Regions from separate parts of the Gossypium hirsutum genome. Here region 2 is linked to region 1. The links are chromatin contacts, called in public Hi-C maps. All regions are on one chromosome and are shown on one strand. Each heading gives the region's core, a stretch centred on a gene start, on an enhancer-like site or on the middle of the called end of the contact. The rest is flanking DNA. Distances are from core to core; before and after follow the strand shown. Region 1 has its middle 16 kb from the start of LOC107915190. Region 2 has its middle 23 kb from the start of LOC107915847.

Region 1 (5,517 bases), core at 2,573-5,072:
AAATTTGGATTTTGTAAACAGAGATAATAAGCCTTGGCCCTAAACTCGGTGAATTCCGGATTTAGAATCAATCCTCGAAAATTAATTTTCTCCTCCAAACAATAAGCTAGTTATAGCAATTAAGAACGTCTTAACCGCCAATTCTTGCTCTCGTAGCTGGTCCCGGTACAACTAGCAAACCAACCCTTATCGATTATCTAACCGAGATACACGTATTCCCGATTCAGATTCTGGCAACCTTGCACTCTAAAGAACCCAAATTGGATTAACAGCCTCAGTCGCGTGGGTTGTTTAAACCCAATCACTTCTTTCTTAATTTGTTCTCGGAGATCCGAATACAGCATGGTCGACTCGTTTCCCCAACTATCCACAAACACGACTCCAACCCAACGCGCTTTTTGACTTGAAATCGAGTTAACTTTAAGGGATGAGTTTTCAATCCTAATACTTAAGAAAAACGTGAATACCGATTGGAAGAATTTTTAATACGGATACGTATCTCATGATTCTTGACCGGAAAGATTACCGGCCTAAAGCTAACTTGGTATTTAGTGAAGCATAAAATGAATCATGCTTTGTAGGTTATGAAAGGTGATTTGATGATAATGGAGAAAGATGGAAGTGAAAAGGCTTGGAAAACAATTATGCCAAAAATTGAATTGGAAACAAAAATTAGCATAATGCACACTTTCACACAAAATAAGAAAGAAGAATAAATTGATTTTCTAATCAAATGTTAGGCAAATTCAAATGTCCTTTCAAGCTTCCATAAAGGACTTATTAATATACATAGGATTACTAAATTTAGTCTAATTATCCACTACATAATTAAAATTAAATAAAAAATAAAATTAGATTTTTTTTTAATTTTGGCTTTTAAAAAGTCAAAAGAAATCTGATGAGTCATTAACTATTTTCATATTTTTTATTCAGCCACACTTTATTGACTATGCTGCAAATAGGTCATTTTCTGCTCGTTTTTAACTCATAGCATCCCAATTGCATTCCTGACAGAATTAAAACATAAAATCACTAATTTAGCAGGGATCAATTCAAGAATTAACTGATTTAAACACAAAAATCATGCAAATTTAAGATGTTATCACAATTGTAATTAAAAAAAAATGAGTATAAAAATATATAAAATTATTTTTTAAACTTTTATATTGTTAAATATTTGAAAATTTAAAATGATTATAAATAATTTAATGAAAATTAAGACATTTTTAAAATAGAATTTATTTTAAATTATTATTTTGTATTATTATTTTTTAAAATATAAAAAATATATAAATTTATTAGAAATAGAAGTTGATAATGAATCTTTGATTGTCCCAATTAAAAAATATATCTTAAAATTCAAAAAAAAATCTAAAAATCTTAAAAAAAATTTAAATTACCTCGAAGTTATTTTCCAAAATAATTTTATATCATTACTTTTTGAAATTATAAAAAATATAAAATTAATAAAATTCTTAATTTTTGTTTTTTCAGACAAATTTAAACAACTAGTTGTCAAAGTTTATTATGATGAAAAATTAAAAAAATACTAAAAATCCTAATTTTTATTTTTTTTAATTGTCAAAAAAAATATTTTTATTATTTTTAGAACACATGTCAAAATTCTAATAATTATTTATCTAAAATCTAATGATGTTAGTCAGGTATTAATAAAAAGTACCAAATTAATTAGTGATTTTTAAATTTAGATACCAATTAAGTTTAAAAAAAGTTTAGATAAAGAGTAAGAGTAGCCAAATTTAATGGTCACTATATATATTAACCTTTAAAAAAAGCCCATCCAATATATATATATATATATAATACTGAAAGTTTATGTTTTGGTAAATTACATCTAATGTGTTACTAAACTATTAAAAAGTTTATATTTTGGTTACTTATTTTTAAAATAATTATTAATCTATTTAAATAGTTCAATGTTTTATATAAAAGTTTTCAATTAATGATTATTTTATAATTATTTGAATTAAATTACTAAAATTTAAATTTATTAATAATTTAATCATCTCGACAAATATAATATGCTTTGGACCATTTTTTCCTTTAGGGCTCAACGTGTAAAGGGTTTCGGAGTCCCTAATTTATTTGGTTTTTCTTGAAATGGGTTTTTCGAGCTTTCATGATAGAAAAGGTTTTCAATGAGAAGACTTTAAAATGGAATTCCCTTTAAAATTAAGGGTTTCGAAATATTTTCTTTTAAAAAATAGTTTATTTAAATCTATGTAATCATGAAGGGATCCAGGTAAACATTGACTTGGGTTATATATATTTTTAAAAAAATGGCATGTTGGGTTTGTTTTGTAGAAATTGTTTTTATATATATATATATATATTCCTGTTTTAATTAAGGGGAAATAATTCTTTTTAAATGACATTTTCTAAAGTCTGTCACTTTTTGGAAAATATTATTTTATTTGTAACTTGTTTTTATATAATAATAATAATAATTTAAATAAAGTTAAAATATTATTATATTAATAATAGATTCTACTTTTAATTTTTAAAATATTTAAATTTTAATCTCAAATGTTATAATTTTCAATATTATTAAACATGCATATTTATATTAACTATATAACAAACTATTAATATAATTTATTATTTTAATAAAATAATTTAACATTACAATTTCATTTTAATAATAAATTTTAAAATTAGTAATAAATTAAAAATTGAAGTAATAATCTTAATATTATTTTATTGAATAAATTTACATTCATATTTTAATAATATAAATATCAATATTTACTTAAATACTGATTATTTTCATTTATCTCTACTAGCTATAATATACCACGGGGCCCATATATAATATATAACTTTAAATTAAATTTTAATTAAATATTATCTATTAATAAGTCTATATAAAATATTATTTATTGTAAAAATATTATCTTATTATAAAATAATTTTAACTGTAAAAATAAAATATTTTTAAAATATTTTGTAACAAATATAATTTATATTGTGTTTGTTTTACTGAAAACAAATTTTAAAAATAATTTTAAAAAGATTATAAAAAAAATATTTTATGAAAAATCATCCCCACATAAAAAGTCAACATTCTTAGAAAATTAATTAGTTTTCTAGAATCCATTTGCAAAAAGTTATTTTCAATCCTAAATATCAAATTTCAACAAATTACAGATACTAAATATATATTTTATAATATATTTGGTGAATGTGAACGAGACTGAAGACATGATGTTACCAAAAACGCGATTTTCAACTGTTGAGAGACTAAATTTATTGATTTACTTTTTCAACAATAGCTTTATATTTAAAGACTAAAGTTCTTTGTTTTTCTTTTTGGGAATAAGACTAAAGCTATTATAGCAGTCCAGGGTGGAATTATTATTTGACAATTTAAACAGGTTTAGTGGCTTTAATTAAATTAATGCTCTAACCAAGTATATTTGAGGAAAAATAATATACTGGCTGCTCCCAAAATAATAAAGGTCAAGCAAGATAATCAGAAACTGCTAGTTTCTATGCAACAATACCAAGACTTTAATTTTTTTTTTCACGAAATCAGCATTCTTCCACGTGTTATTTCTTGGTAACTATTCTCAATCATGTCCAATTTATTATTATTATTATTATTATTATTATTAAAGTCGCATTTTTTAAAAGGTTAAATTGATTTTTTTAAATTTTAATTAGAATTTTTTTTACCCTTATGCCAACATAAAAAGCCCATAAAAACCTGAAAAAGATAAAAATAAGGGCCTAGAGCCCAAACCCTAACAAAACTACAAAAGGAAAACCCTAACTACAAGCTAGAAGCCAACGTGGCCGGAGGGACAAGCGTCGACTGACGAGAGATCATGGAGGCCACAAGTTGGAGGCGAGGTGCATGTACCCATCACTTCATGTCAGCATGAACGTCTCCGAAGAGACCATGTCAAGACCGATGCCCAAAACCAATCCCGATGGCTGACAAGGGAGCAAATCGACGTAATGACGGAATCTTAGAAATTATGAAAGCTACATTTTTTTTATGATCATAGGTTTTATGTTTCGGGAAAATAAAATAAAAATGTTTAAAAGAGAGAATTTGTTACTAATTTTGGTTGTTTATCCACAATATTTCTCATCTGGATTTTATGATTAAATCTTGGTGGTTGAAAGCTTAAGACCAAAAAGTTATTGGTCGAGTCGACAAAAGCAAATGCTAGTTAATAAAAAATAAATCACAATTTAATTTTTTAATAAATAATAATTCACGATTTAATTGTTAAAAGAAGAAGGAACGATAATTTTATTTGGCAAGAAGAAAAGAAGAGTTTTAGTCATAATTGAACCCTGCAGTTATTTAGTGCTAGTTTAGCAATACTTTTGAAAAGTACTGTAGAAAAGTGTTGTGAAAAAGTATTTTTGATAAGTATTTTTGATAAGTGCTTTTAAAAAGTTTGGTTTAAAATTTAAGTGTTTAGCATTGCTGTCAAAAAGTACTTTTGGGAAAGAAAATGTCCATTTTAGATATGTTATTATCAAATAATAAATATGCATTTAAATCATATTTAAATTAGTTAATATTATTATATTTTAGTAAGAATATAAAAAATTTATTATAACTTGTTGTTAATATTTTAATATATGAAATATAAATTTTAAATATTTTTAAGCAATAAATATTAATTATTTATAAAATTTAATTAGAATATATAAACTATATTTTACATATTTAAATATAACCATTAAATATTTGTAATTAGTATTTTAAAAAATATTTTTTTTATTTTTAATTAATGATTTTAATACATTTGTAATTAAGCACCAAGAAAAAAACAGGAAAGTACTATGTTATTGGAGGGATGAAAAAATAATTAAGCACCAAAAGTGCTTTTGGGAGAGGAAAAGCTAAAATTTTTAGCTTCTCCTTTTCAGAAGTGCTTTTGAAAAGCACTTTTGAAAAGTTAAAAATTTCAGCCAAAAGCAGCTTGTTCTGCACAGCTTTTCTTCCAAAAGTGCTTTTGGAGTCAGAAGTTCTTTTTTTAAGCAATAAAGAACTGACCCTTAGATAATAGAAAACGATGATGGTGAATACAATGTATTTTGGAAAATAGTTAATTCATAAAGTATAGAAAGATATTTGAATGAGTAGTGCCATTATTAATAAAGCAAGAATGATGAGCCAATATTATAAAATAAAATAAAAAGAGGGTTATGTGTTGTTAAAGAATAAGTCAACAGTTAACTGATAGGTTGTTAAGCTGTTAGTAGTTAAAGTAGTTATTTCTGTTAACAGGTTGTTTGAAGCAGTTCAGCAAGAAGTATTGTATAAATACAGTGCATTCAATCTCTAGGATGTATTGTAATCTTTCTTTAAGAATGAAATTCATCTTTTTAGTTTATCTTTTTGTTGCGTTTCTCTACATGGTTTCGAGCTAAGGTTTTTTTTTTTCCTTTATTCCTGCATTGTATTCGAGTGTTATGGCACCATAAGTGATTGCAAACAGTCACCATAATTCCTTTAATGGTGTTGGAGAGCAA
Region 2 (6,004 bases), core at 369-2,868, 350 kb before region 1:
GGGTGTTACAATGTGACATCACCAGATTCGGCCCTAATGTTTAGGTCGAGTTTGGGGTGTTACAAAAAACTATTAATTTGCTAAATCTCAAACTCCCAAGCCATAAACAAATTTCCACACAATGATGCAATCACCAAACACAATATGATGAAATAACCAAAGAAATTCATTTCTATCATGCACATGGCAAACGATAAAGGCAGTGGGATCTTTGGCATACAAAACATAGGTCTACATACCATACATTTTAATACAAATGTATCCATTTCTATCAAAACCCTAAATAGTTTTTTCAACAAAATCCAAAATGAAGTCATAAACTCATTGAATACAAACATATGCAGTGCATAAACCCCATGCGAATGCAACATATTTCAACAAAGAAATCTAAAAAACCATAAACCCAAATGCCCTTAAATCGAAAAAACCATAAACCAACAAAGAAAGTTAACTGGCCAGGACACCTATTCCATTAGACCTGTAACCGAAAACGTTAGTAGGTGATTGATTTGTCACTTTTTGCTAGTGCTAATGACTGATTTGTTATTTTTTGGAAGTTGATTGTCTAAATTAAAAGTTGAGTGACTGTTGGTGTAATTTACCCTTCAATTTATTAATAAGCCATAAAGGTTGTTTGTCCCCTTGAAAGTTTTATTCTATTCGAAGTTTGGCAAAAATATCAATTTTGAAATATCAATTTAGATTATAGATCAATATTAATTATTTAAATAATATCGATTTGTTAATATTTTATTTATATTGATTTGTTTCAATTTTATTGGTGTACGGTACATGCTTCGAGATATTTATTTTATATTAAAAAAATTATGCTGATTTTAAAAAGTTTAAATAAATATAATATAATATATTAATAATTAATTGCTTCATATGTGTTAGTTTTAAAAATTTTAAATTAATTCTCTAACAAATTATATTTATTCAAAATTAGATTTTAATAAAGTTTATATAAAATAAAATAGTATATTATTTTAAAATTAACTTCTTAATACGTAAAAAAATTCAATTAACTACATCATATGCTTCATATGTGTTACTTTTAAAATTTTCAGTTTACTCAAAAAAATATATTATATTTACTTAATATGAAAAAATTCAGTTAATGTCGATTGAGTCTTAGCTTGATTAGCATGGGTATTGTTGTCAATGCAGGAGGACACCGGTTCGAGTGCGTTGATGTGCATTATCCTTCGATTTATGGGTCGGGGAGGGACTATGGGTAGTTCTAAGTATTGTGTCAAAATAGCAGATATGATCATAACCTATAATGAGATTATTTAAAAAATCAAGTTAATAATCATTTTAATTGCAAAAAGAAAACTATAAAAATAAGGTGGATGAGAGTCTTTTGGGGATTATTATTTTTAAATAAAATAGATTGGGCTTTATTACTTTGAAATCCAAAACAAACAAAAATGAAAAAAAATCTATAAAATTAAAAAAACAAAAAAACTCACGCAAACCCAAATAAAAGGCCCAAACTTATGTAAAAAAAATATCAGAACAAAAAAGAAAATTCCAAAAAGTCTACATCACTATTCCATTGCCCAATCAGCTCAATCCTTAGCAACCGTCCCAACACCTGCAATTAATTTCATTTTTCGACGGTTCAAAAGTACAAAGAGAAGTGAGTAGCATTTCCTTTCATCCTTGACATTAACTCTTTCTTTCTCCATTCTTTACCACCGCATCACCTTCTTTATTCCAGTTCCTTCGCTCTGTCCACTCCCTCCTCTAGGTAAAAGGACTCACCCCCTCTCAGTGTTTCTTTCGTAATCGGTGTGGGCTAACTCATTGGCTGATCTTGGTATATGGCTGAAAAAGATCTTTTGAAATTCGTCTCTCAACTGATGTATATATATGATATAAGCACCAATTAACGATTTATTCAGATGTATTGACTGACATTTCTTAATTGTTGACAATGAATCGCCCTCGTTTATTACTTGCACCCGACCCTGTTCTATACCCATTTGTATTGCTCGATGGCAAGCAATAGCTTCAACAGCGAAGGCTAAAAAAACCCCTTAATTAGTCTCCGCTCGTGAAAGTACCACTTTCCCTTTAGCATTCTTTGCCACAACACTCAAAGCCGATTGAAATCTCTGTCCGTCAAAAGTGCCATCAAAGTTGATTTTAATGGTTGAATCTGATGTTACCCTCTAGCACACCAATCCAGTTTCTTTTGTAATTGTCCTCTTCTCTGTCTCAGTAATCTTTACAATGTAACCCCTGATGAAATGTGCTATATCCCTCCCTGTAGCAAACTCACTCTCATGGACCCTTATGTTCCTATCTCGCCAGATAACCCATAGCGCGTAAAAAAAAGCCATCACTGAGTGATAGAACATGCATCAAATACTCCAGTAAGCCAATGTCCAAACCCAAAATCTTGATTACTTAGGAAATGTGAAAATTTAAGATCTGACCATACTTCAATTGTTACACGGCATACTCGAAACAAATGATCCACTATTTCCTCCTCCCTTTCTCAACGAGGACAGCATGTTGTGTTCACAAGTTTCTTGTATTTCATGTTAGCTAATGTAGGCAAGTAATTCAAAGAAATATTCCAAACTATAATTTTAATTTTCCCAGGGAGCTCCATAGCTTTTTGTAGAAATCACTAGAAATTGATTGTAAAGCGTAAGCACTAGAAACCCTCGAAGTATCTGTAATAGTATATAAGTACTTCGGATGGAGAACTCCCCTGAAGACTCACATCCCACACCAACCAATTATCATGAGCCTCTTTTACCAACGGAATACGGAGGATTTGGGTTGCATCCGACGTCGAGAAGGTATTACTAATTAACTCATGCTTCCATTTTCTTTCATTTGCATCTATAAGTTCTAACACCAATGAATGCTGCAAATTAAGAATAGAAGTAGATAATCTAAAATTATAATTCCCAAGGATCCATGCATCATCGATAATTGAGATTTTTTTTCCCGAACCCACTCTCCAGCCTAACCCTTCCTTTAAAACACCTTTCATATCTCATATGCTTTTCCAAATGTACGATGGACTATTTCCTAACTGAGCACTACTATTTCCTAACTGAGCACTAATAAAATCAGACCTAGGGAAATACTTCACTCTAAGAACACAAGCAAGTAACGAATTTGGAAGGTTTATAAGCCTCCATCCCTATTTAGCCAGCAAAGACATATTAAATTTTCCCATGCTCCGAAATCTCATTCCCCCTTCCTCTTTTAGTCGACACATTTGACTCCACTCACACTAATGTATCCCCGTCCGCCCTTGCCCTTTCTGCCACCAATATCTTGCTATCATACTCTCAATCTCCCCACAAAAAGATTTCGGTAACAAAAAACATGAAATGACATATGTGGGAATTACTTGCAAAACTGGCTTCATAAAAATCTCCTTACCTCCTTGCCTCATGCTCCAGCTCTCAATACACATTTTAATTCTATCCTTAAATTTCTGGAAAGACTTTTTTCCCCCTCCCCACCATTTTTGGCAACCCCAGATACTTTTCAAGATTAGTCGAGAACTTTATTCCTAAGAGATTCGAGATTTTTACCTTATCCCCCTACATGTATTCGAGCTAAAAATGATTGTTAATTTACTAAAATTCAAACATTGACCTAAACACCTCTCGTATTCTTTTAATATTCCATTCAGCAATAAAAGCTCCTTTCGTTATTGCCTCACCCAAAAGAATACTATCATCCGCGAATAGTAGGTGTGAAATTTGTGGACCACTTCTACTAGCTTTGGCTCCTCGTAATAATCCTCCTTCCATAGCCAACCTTATCAAAGTCGAGAGCCCTATGCTACAAATGAGAAAAAGAAAAAGGCTAAAGGGGTCACCTTAACAAAGTTCCCTTACAAGCTTAAACGTCCTCTCCTTACAACCATTTACAATAACTGAATAGGACAACAAAGAAATACATCTCATAATAAGCTCCACCCATTCATTAGCAAAACCCATTTCCAACATCACTTCCTTTAGAAAACCCCACTCTACCCTATAATAGACTTTATTAATGTCTAGCTTCAAAGCCATGTATCCCTTTTTACCTGTGCGCTTTTGACCAAAAGTATGTAATAACTCATAAGCTAGCAACACATTATCGAAGATTAATCACCCCGACATAAACACACTTTGACAACTATCAATGCACCTTCCAATTACTCCTTGAAGCCGATTTGCTACTACTTTTGCTACAACTTTATATAAAACGGAACATAAATTTATAGGTCTAAAATTTTCTAAGTTTGTAAGATTAGAAATTTTAGGAATAAACACAATATCAGTATTGTTGACAGAGCCAAGATCTTTATCATCATTCAAAATGCCCAAGCTATACGCAAAAACATCACCCCTTACAATGTGCCAATACCGCTAAAAGAACATAGCCGGAAAACCATCAAAACCCGGCGCTTTAGTGGACCCCATCTCTTTCAACGTCGGGTAGATCTCTTCATCAATATACTTAGCCAATAGAAAAAATTTTATATCTGAAGAAATACTAACATTAATTCCAGTCAATATATGCGACAAATCATCTACACCACTCAAAAAGAACAAATGTTAGAAAAACCCCATACTCAAGGAGAACAAATGTTGGAAAAAGCTCGTAGCTAACTCCCCTATTTCCACCTCCTTACACACCTCAAATCGATCCTCTCGCTCTAACCTACTAATAGCATTTCTCCGTCTACGAACAGAAGCATATCTATGAAAAAATGTTTTATTTTTATCCCCCAACTGTAACCAATTAGCATGTGCCCTCTGTTCCCAATAAGCTTCATCCTTTTCAATCTCTAAATTCAGTTGGACTCTAGTATCGATAAGCTCTACCAAAGTATCATCATCTCGTTCCATACCCATAAATTCTTCCAACTTCTTTGTGAGATCACGCTTTAAGCCTACTCGTTTTAGGTTTAATCAGCTTTGCCCATTTAGTCAAACCATTACTCATCTTATCTAACTTTTCAAACATAGAACCAGAAGACATATCCCATATTTGCTTAATCTCTCATTCCAACGCATCTTCCATTGTCCATCAAGCCTCAAACTTGAATGACACCACCTTCGGTTTCCCATTATCCTTATCAGTAGTTATTAGAAGCGGGCAATGATCAAAGAATGAATGTGGTAAGTATTTAATCCAAGCGTTTAGGAACGCACTCAACCATTTCTCATTCGCAACTCCTGTATCCAGTTGTTCCCTTATGTTTATCTCAGGCAGATTTCCCCTTTCCCACATGAACCATGAACTCGAATAGCCCATGTCCACTAATTCACTCCACAAAGACCTCTCTAAAAGACTCCATTCTATGCTCCTCCCTTGGCACCCCACCAACCTTTTCAAAAGAATACAAAATTTCATTAAAATCCCCACTCACCAACCATAGGAAGCTTTGATCATGTCCAAGTCGTCGCAAAAGGTTCCAAGTTTCATCCCTATTTCTTGCGAATGGCGTCCCATAAAAACTAGTAAATCGCTAAAGCTTATCGTCTTCATTATCTTTGACTAAGTCATCAATGTGATTTTTCGAGAAACTTCGCTAATCAACCATAACATCCTCCTTCCAAGCAAAGCACAGTCCTCCATTTGGCCCTTCCTCCTCTACCTCAATCTCATACCTAAAACCACACCTCTTTCTCACCTTCTCTATTCGTATTTTGTCGATTTTAGTCTCTATAAAGAAGACCATCCAGGGAATAAACACCTTCAGCATATGCTAAAGCCTACCCGTGGACTCCCCAATCCACGAACATTATGCTGAAGCCTACCCGTGGACTCCCCAATCCACGAACATTCCAACATAATGTTTTCATTATTCTCGGCCGACTTGTCTTCTAGCAGCCGCTGATCCTTGTTTAAAAGAAACCAACTCAAGAGACAGAATTACTAAACCAGCTGAATCCCCACACTCGAATTTAAATTTCTTATTACTTTCACCATCCAACTCTAAATCCCCAAATGTTTCACCCCCAAACAAACC

The links. A called contact is a pair of places that touch in the nucleus more often than the background predicts.
Region 2: a contact with region 1 is called in a Hi-C map of leaf, with 3 times the contacts expected there. The contact joins two enhancer-like sites. A contact is called at or near these places in 5 of 34 Hi-C or Micro-C datasets (hypocotyl and leaf).

What each region holds. Positions count from the first base shown.
Region 1 is chrD10:42,262,871-42,268,387 of Gossypium_hirsutum_v2.1, reverse strand. No RefSeq gene overlaps it. Among protein-coding and RNA genes, the nearest start is that of LOC107915190, 16 kb to the left of the region's middle. Within about 2 kb of position 3,822, at least 3 of the 9 cell types and tissues checked have an H3K27ac peak or open chromatin away from gene starts, as enhancers often do. A contact at or near this core is called in leaf, where this site is marked.
Region 2 is chrD10:42,605,350-42,611,353 of Gossypium_hirsutum_v2.1, reverse strand. No RefSeq gene overlaps it. Among protein-coding and RNA genes, the nearest start is that of LOC107915847, 23 kb to the right of the region's middle. Within about 2 kb of position 1,618, at least 5 of the 9 cell types and tissues checked have an H3K27ac peak or open chromatin away from gene starts, as enhancers often do. A contact at or near this core is called in leaf, where this site is marked.